Regions from separate parts of the Bos taurus genome. Here region 1 is linked to region 2. Evidence: chromatin contacts called from public Hi-C data. All regions are on one chromosome and are shown on one strand. The core of a region is the stretch at or near the end of the contact, and the rest is flanking DNA. Distances in the headings are between cores, read along the strand shown. Region 1 has its middle 44 kb from the start of METRNL. Region 2 has its middle 39 kb from the start of PSMD12.

Region 1 (4,147 bases), core at 823-3,322, 61 kb after region 2:
AGTGGCCCCACCCCTTCTCACCATGGCCTCTCCCCCCTTCACATTATGGCTCCTCCCCTTCTCACCATAGCTCCTCCCCCTATGCTCGGCTTAGGCTGCTCAGTAGTCGGAAACCCAGAGAAGCCTTGATGGCCTTGAGCAGTATGACATTAGCCTCAGGAGACGAGTAAACAGAGGTGGTTGTTGAGGTATCCACTGCCGGACACACATGCTCAATCATGTCTTAAACTCCACAGACAGGTGAAATGCGCACATGAGTCACAGGATGGTCCTGGAGCCCCAGAAGGTCTCCAGGACCCTATGTCCGTGGGGTTTAGGACTACCCTAGGGAGGGACACCCCCAGCACCTGCCCTCTCAGGGGAGTGGGGTGGAGTAGAGATGTGGCTGAGCAGGGCCCCCTCCCTCAGATGGGCTACAGGGGGAACGTCTTTCTCTGTGGGGTTGGGGGATGGGACTTCTGTCATGACCACAGTGTCCCTCCAAGCACAGTTGTGACTTTTTCCATCAGAGAGAGAGAGGCCTGGCTCCCACCCACCCCAGAGGAGGACACATCGTGGAGTGGCTTTGGGGAGTGGGCCCCTGAGTGGGCAGCAAAGGGAGTGACCAGTGACAGATGTGACCACGGTCTTGCCCAGGAGAGACCAGGCAACCTGAGTCATTGCAGGCAGCCTCTTGAAGGACACAGCACCTGCCGAGGGTCCTTTCCTTATACCTCTCAGTGCTCTGAGGTCTCAAGGGACTTCAACTTGTCAGTGACCTGGTCAGGGAAGCGGGGCAGAGTCTTGAATGTCTGTGCCGGTGAGGACTGACCACCACTGCAGTGAGCAGTGTCTTTTACTCTGCAACTTCCTCCTTCCTCATTTCATTCTCTTAAGTGATGACAGTGGTGACTTTTGCAGTTGCTTTATTTTTAATTTGGGGGGTGGGGTGGGGATCAGGCAAGACTAAGTCAGTTTGACCAGTCCTCAGACTTGGGGGAGATCCTTAACTGGTCCCTGAAATTCAGAGCTAAAATGTTGGTTTGCTAGATTCTGGTTGAAGCTTGTTCTCCTTGAGGAGCCAGATCTTGTGCAGCTGTGAAATAGACCAAGTTATGAATCACACAACATAAGTATCCGAAAACCACAAACAGGCTATCTCCATAGACGCCCAGGCATCCATCAGAACGCACAGCATCACTTAGAGGAGAACAGGCCCTGGGAAGCCGGCCACCTCGGATGAGGCCAGAGCCCTCCACTCTCTTCACAAACACTCCAAACAGTAAATCTCACTGTGGTGTGAGATGAAGTGGGATAAGCTCCAACCTTCTGTGTGAACTACGAAACCTAAGCTAGCTGGTGTGGGTGGTGGCAGGTGTCCCTGGTCCTGACCTCTGACCCTCACTGCCACCTGCTCTGAGCTCCAGGAGGTGAATTCTCAGTGACTGTCCATGGCAAGGGGTATAGTTAAAGGGACTGATGGCTGTCAGCTTATTATAGAAACCTTGGGTCAGAGGTGGCGGTAAGCCCAGCTGAACCGTGGAGCTCTGAGCTGGCCCAACCTCGCCAAACGCTTCACCACCTTCCCCCAGTTTCTTGTCTATGAAACAGGGACAAGGAGCTGTTTTGAGGAGGAGACCCCACCTGGCCACACTGCCCAGGCCTGGCTGCCTCCACAGCTGTGGGGCTGTCATACTGGACAGCCAGCAGCACCAGTGTCCAGCAGCACCCAGGGCTCAGAGCAGGAGCCTAGGGGTGTTTGCACGGGAGCAGATGGACAAGACAACCTAGGGATGAGCCCCAAGATGCTGCCTTAACAGGAAGTTTTGCTCACCGCCCACGAGGGGCTGATCCTCCTACCAAACTCACAGGGAAATAGAGCTTCCGGCAGGCACCTGAGCCCCCCTGCCCGAGTGGAAGGACGGAGACCAGACCTGAGTAGCCCACCCGGGTTCCCTACCCTCCCCACTCAAGCTCCACTGCAGGGACCCTCCTCCCCGGGCCAGGTCAGGCTGGGCTCCACCTGCTGTAGGAGCCGTGTCTGAGGGCGCGGGACTGTCTCTCCTGGCAGCCCATCCCCACCCCACGCAGATGTTTCCTGCTGATGCTGCACATTTCTGCTTTAATGCAAGGCCTGCCCAGCACTGAGCACGTGGTGGAAATATGCCGACACAGCCGTTTATCTCCCTGTGTTGCAATTCACCCTCTCGGGGCAAAGTTCCAGCTGATGCCTCCAGAGGCGCCGAGGCTGAGCTAGAATCTCGGTTCTCCAAGGACCCAGGCGGCCAGGAACCCAGGGCGCGGCAGGAAAAGTGGTTGGGAGTGACGCATCGTGGGCCAGGGGAGCCGTCTGACCACAGCCGCTCAGAGGATGTGAGACATGAGGGCACTGCAATAGCCCTGCGCCTGCAACAGGGGGACGAGCATGGCTGGCCCTGCGGGGGCCACTGCCCCCACGCAGGTGGGAAGCAGCTAAAGGACCTGTCCCAGAGCCCTCGGGCTGCTGCTTCATCCTGAAGACTTGTAAGGTGGCGGCAGTCGCCCCCTGGGTATTGCCAGAGGTGAGAGTGTGTGGAACGGATTGCAGAGCCAGAGGAGGAAACTGCCACCATGGGGGCGGGGCCCCAGCGGGCAGATTCCCCTGAGTCTGACCCCTAGGGTGGCATCCGGGTGACGCTCTTCTTCCTTGGGCTTCTCAGAACTTAGCCCTACACGCCACCACCAGCCCTGGGCCAGCCCTATTTGCTCTGCCTTGTTCACCGACTTGACTCCAGTCAGCTGATCTGCACCCTTGGTCTTGATCAAGCCCACAGATGGTGGTACACTTGCCAAGCCTCTGCCAGGGGCTCCACATCCCCCCCACCTGACACCCAAGGTCTCTCTAGGATCCTACCCCTCCCCTTGGATGGCAGGCTGCTCCTTTTGCAGCCCTGGCCTTGGATGTCCAACTCCTTGACTGGACTGCTCTTCACCCCCACCCACCCCTATCTCCAGTCACTTCCTCAGTGAGACCCGCCCCACAACTTAAATCATAACGCCCCCTACACCTACTCTCCCTCCCCCTTGAATTAATACACGGTGCAGCATTCTCATTTATCCGCCTCACAAACACGCACAGCAAAGCCAGTCTGTAAGCTCCATGGGGGCATTGATTTTTAAAGTTTTTACTATGGAAAATTTCAAACATAAATGCAAAAGTAGACAAAAACAGTATGATGAGCCCAACGTCCCGTTACCCAGTTTCAGCAACGCTCAACCCTTGGCCTGTCTTATTCCGTCTCTGCCCCACCTTCGCACGTACCACATTTGCCTGTAAATGCTGCCAAAATAGATGCACTTTTAAAGAATTTAACCACACTACCATTATCACCTAAAAATTTAGTAGTCTTGAAACCAAATAAACGGCCCATGTCCAGAATTCCCCAGTTGTCTCATTTCATACAGCTGTTGTTTTTAAACATCAGAATCCAGAGTCTAAAAAAGGCAATGTGTTAATACACCCCAAGCTTTATGAATAACACTCCTTCGTTTTAATTTCTTGTTGAAGCAATTTCTTGTTGCTTGCCCTGTAGAATGTACCACATCCTGGCTCCAGCGGGCTGGGTCCCCAGGTTGCCTGGCTATCCTTCTGTGCCAATATTTCCTGCAAGCCTGTGATGGACACAGAGATTGCTCCACGTCAGGTTCGCTTTCAGAGAAGGCAATGGCACCCCACTCCAGTACACTTGCCTGGAAAATCCCATGGACGGAGGAGCCTGGTGGGCTGCAGTCCATGGGGTCGCTGAGGGTCAGACACGACTGAGTGACTTCACTTTCCCTTTTCACTTTCATTCCTTGGAGAAGGAAATGGAACCCACTGCAGTGTTCTTGCCTGGAGAATCCCAGGGACGGGGGAGCCTGGTGGGCTGCCGTCTATGGGGTTGCACAGAGTCGGACACGACTGAAGCGACTTAGCAGCAGCAGTAGGAGCAGGTTCGCTTTTCCGCAAGAGCACATCCTCACTGGGCTTCCCGGCATGTCTCCTGGGGGCTTCCTCAAGGATGTTGCCCTTGACCAAGGGTCCAGGGCTGTCCAAGGCTGCTTTTACCTTCCCTACCTCCCTGTATCTGTCAGCTGGGTGTTTCTCTAAGAACCTTCTTGACTGTGTGGTTACTGTTCATTCAGGAAA
Region 2 (3,741 bases), core at 553-3,052:
TCCAGTTCTCAGAGGGGCTGCAGGAGGGCAGCGTTCACAGCCTGTCTCCCCTCTGCTCCTCCCTTCTTCCTGGTTCTTCCCTTTCAATCTCATAACAGGGAAATCATGTTTTGCATCCTTTGCCAGGATCATTTGGAGTCAGGTGCCTGACTTTAACAGAGAAGGCTATGGCACCCCACTCCAGTACTCTTGCCTGGAAAATCCCATGGATGGAGGAGCCTGGTGGGCTGCAGTCCATGGGGTCGCGAAGAGTCGGACACGACTGAGCAACTTCACTTTGACTTTTCACTTTCATGCATTGGAGAAGGAAATGGCAACCCATTCCAGTGTTCTTGCCTGGAGAATCCCAGGGACGGGGAAGCCTGGTGGGCTGCTGTCTATGTGGTCACACAGAGTCGGACACGACTGAAACGACTTAGCAGCAGCACCAGCAGCAGCCTGACTTTAAAGGTGATGCAGGAAACATGCTTCCTGTCACTCAGAAAGTCACCAACACACATCCTTCCCAGCGATGTGGCCTCAAGTGTTTTCCCCTGGGTTTCTGGACCTTGGAGGCAAAGCTGGGTCTCCCCCTGTCTGACCTCTGATGTATTTCTGAGGCCCAGAAACTTAGGGAGAGTGTGACGGTCTGAAGCATGTGTCTGGTTAACCCCTCATTAACACGTCTGAAATGCAGTGTCTTGGAGCCACCACATCAGCCATCACAGGCGTCCACCCGGCCCACCTGGCTCTGGCCTGCCTGTGCCTGGGGTGGGCTCTCCTCCAGGAGTCAGCTCTGGACATTGCTGGACGGATGGAGCACCTGGGCTTCATCCCTGTTCTCCTCCCCTGTTCAGCCCCTCCCCAAGTTGTGAAATCTGGTATTTTTCAACTCCAAGCAGCAATCCAGGTAAGGCAAAAAACTGTTCTCTGGAGCTGGGTTGAGAAACAAGTTAGGTGAAGTAATGAGTTGAAATGGACTTGAATAAGTGCCAAGTTGTAGCTGAGTGTCCTGGAGACTAGAGATCTGGTTCAGTTAAGCTTTAATGTATTTTTTTTAGGTGAACTGTTAACACTCTTGTATTTAGTTAAGAGTCAGCTTTTACAAAGAATGACACCAGGCTCCTGAATAACAAAGGAGCAAGACCCAGGAACACCCCCAGTGTGTGTGTGGGGGGGGGGGGTAGGGCGGGGCTGCTGTCACCTGGGTGTGGAGGAGCTGTGCAGCTGAGCAGAGGCAGCGGGAATGCAGAAGCCCAGAGGCAGAGAGATTGTGCAGCTTGGTGAAAAGGCAATGCACTATCTCGAGTGGAATTAGAGGTACACACTCATAAGCCACACAAAACTTGCAGCAGTTTCCCCCAAATATTCTTTCGCACCCTTTGCAGCCTGTTCGCTGACTTGGGGTGTCCTGCCAAGGGTCACTTCTTGAACTAGAGATCAGGCCATATCCTTGGAGCTCTGGGTGCGTCCAGGAATCAGCTGACCCATTCCATGAGAGCCTATGTCCTTACCTGAACCCTGCTTTATCAAGGAGATGCCTCAGCTCTGGGGCCTGCAGAGGACTGGGGCAGGGAGCCACGGTCACCGTGGCTCAGCGTCCAGCCCTCCTGCGCTCTCCCATTTCCAAGAGGAAGTCTGGGAACAGAGCCCAGCTCCTGGCGCCAAAGCTTTGCTTCTGCCCTTCCTGACTTGAGAAATTGGGGGCCAGGTCCCTGGCCTTGCCAGCCTACACCCCTACCCACTGTCTTGAACCTGTTGGGGGGCTCCAGGAACCTGGGCTGATGCCCAGGGCTTGTGCCGGGCGCACACCGAGGCTCCTTGTGGCCAGCAGGTGGCGATGCAGGAGCGCTGGAAGGGCAGCGGGCTGGGCTTCCTCCCCATGGGACCCCCACTCCCTGCAGCCTTCGCTGCAGCCCCAGCTGGTTGCTGAGGCTCCCCTGCTGGCTGGGGAGTGTGCGCTCAGGGTGAGTGGTCAGGCTGCGGTCCTGGGAGGGCTGGGTGAACTAACGCAGAGGCCAGAGCTCTGGGAAACCCTCTATCTCATCCCCGTGTTTTCTGCCCTCCGTGTTTGATGCTTCAGGGGTGGATCCACTTAAGCAACCTGGTCAGCCCTTGATGCCTGCTTCATGGATGAGAGAGTAGAGGCTCAGGTCAGGGGCAGGACCCAGGGTGCACACATGGCGGCCCTGAACGGGCCGAGGCAGAAAGTCAGCATGTTCTTGCCATTTCTGTTCTGAGCCCTGGAGTCTCAGGTCGGCCTGGGGACCTCTGTCTCCAGCCTGTCCATCAGGCCAAGGGTGTGTGCAGGGCTGGGAGGGTGGGTGTCTATGAGCGTGCAGGGGTGTGAGGTGTGGATGTGTTCCCTGTGAGTGAGTGTCTGGGTGTATCTCACAGTGTGTGTGTCTGTGTATATGAGTGTGCAAGCAGTTCCTGGGTCCTGTAAGCTTCATCTCTTCCTCGATCTAAGATACTTAGACAAGTTGTCTCACAAATGCATCCGCAAAACGGGTCCAAACCATTTCCTCTGCTCAAAGGGAGCACCCAGTGTCTGCAGGTGGAGATGTCCCCACCCTTCATGTGACTTCAGTCAACCCTGTCCCCGCTGACCCTGGAGGTGCCCCCAGGATGGTGACCATTCTAGGAAGGAGACGCTCGGTGAAACTCATCAACTCCCCGTTGCTTCTAGGAAACAGTAGTAACTTTGCTCATATTCAGCAAGTCCGAGTTGCCTCAGCTTGGAGGTCATGCGGCCAGGCTTCCTGGTGCCAGCGGGTGACTCAGCTCGAGAAGGCACCCCACCCAGCCACAGCCCTCAGAGGCTGGCCATATCCCGCCTCTGCAGGCCCAGCATGCGGGTTCTGTTCCCTGGCTGCGTCACCCAACCTCCTGGGGTACATCTCACCTCCCACTACCCTATCCTGGGGATACATGGGGTGTGGCGGGTGGGGCCCACAAAGCCCCCCAGTAGCTGATTAAGACAAGCTGGGCACTGGTAGCAGCTGACTCAAGGAGCTGAGCAACTTGAGAAGTGACAGCCATCAAACACGCCAATGGCCCCGGCAGGTCGAAGGATGAGAGAAGAAGGCTGGAGGGCTGCAGAGCCGGGACTTAGGGGCCATGGGGCCCGGCCACCTGCTGGCCTCTCCTGGGATTTCCAATGTCCGTTGGCATCCCTGCAAACCTGTGTGGGAGCAGGAATGCTGAGTCACAGACCCTTGGTCAGCTTGTAGAGATGTTTCAACACGTGCAACATGAAAGATCCTGCTAAGAGAAAGGGCCCGGGGTGTGTGCATTTTGTTGACAGAAAGAGGCTCGGTGGGGACAAGGGGCCATGAGCAGAAACCTGAGGGGGCCCACAGGTCCCACCAGCGTGCCTATAAAGTAAAAGTCTGGAGGTGCTCCCAAGAGTGCCCTATCTGTGCCCAGTTAGACTGCCCAGAATGTCCCCTTGGGCAGCGAGCAGGTCCCCAGGCTTGAGTGCCCTGTAGACCTGCTGTGAGGCCGTCTTTCCAGACAGTGAAACTTACCTGCTCTCAGGGCAGGGCTGAGCCCCAACCTACCTGTTCTGATCATCCCAGGTGAGGGTCCAGAGCTCCCACAGGCAGTGTGTGAGTGGGGTGCGAGGCCTTGCCCAGAGCACCCACCCTTGGTCCAGACCCTTGTCACTTACATGTCTTGTTGCCCAGACCCCTGCCCGCACCCTCCCAGGAGGATTCTCAACAATGGTTCTTGGCTGCATGTCCCGTGTTCCGGCTCAGC

What was found. Hi-C and Micro-C count contacts between places; a contact is called where the count stands out from the background.
Region 1: a contact with region 2 is called in a Hi-C map of liver, with 2.5 times the contacts expected there. The contact joins two enhancer-like sites. A contact is called at or near these places in 2 of 11 Hi-C or Micro-C datasets (liver and an unstated tissue).

Annotation. Positions count from the first base shown.
Region 1 is chr19:49,593,064-49,597,210 of ARS-UCD2.0, forward strand. No RefSeq gene overlaps it. Among named protein-coding and RNA genes, the nearest start is that of METRNL, 44 kb to the right of the region's middle. Within about 2 kb of position 2,073, at least 39 of the 102 cell types and tissues checked have an H3K27ac peak or open chromatin away from gene starts, as enhancers often do. A contact at or near this core is called in liver, where this site is marked.
Region 2 is chr19:49,532,344-49,536,084 of ARS-UCD2.0, forward strand. No RefSeq gene overlaps it. Among named protein-coding and RNA genes, the nearest start is that of PSMD12, 39 kb to the left of the region's middle. Within about 2 kb of position 1,803, at least 32 of the 102 cell types and tissues checked have an H3K27ac peak or open chromatin away from gene starts, as enhancers often do. A contact at or near this core is called in liver, where this site is marked.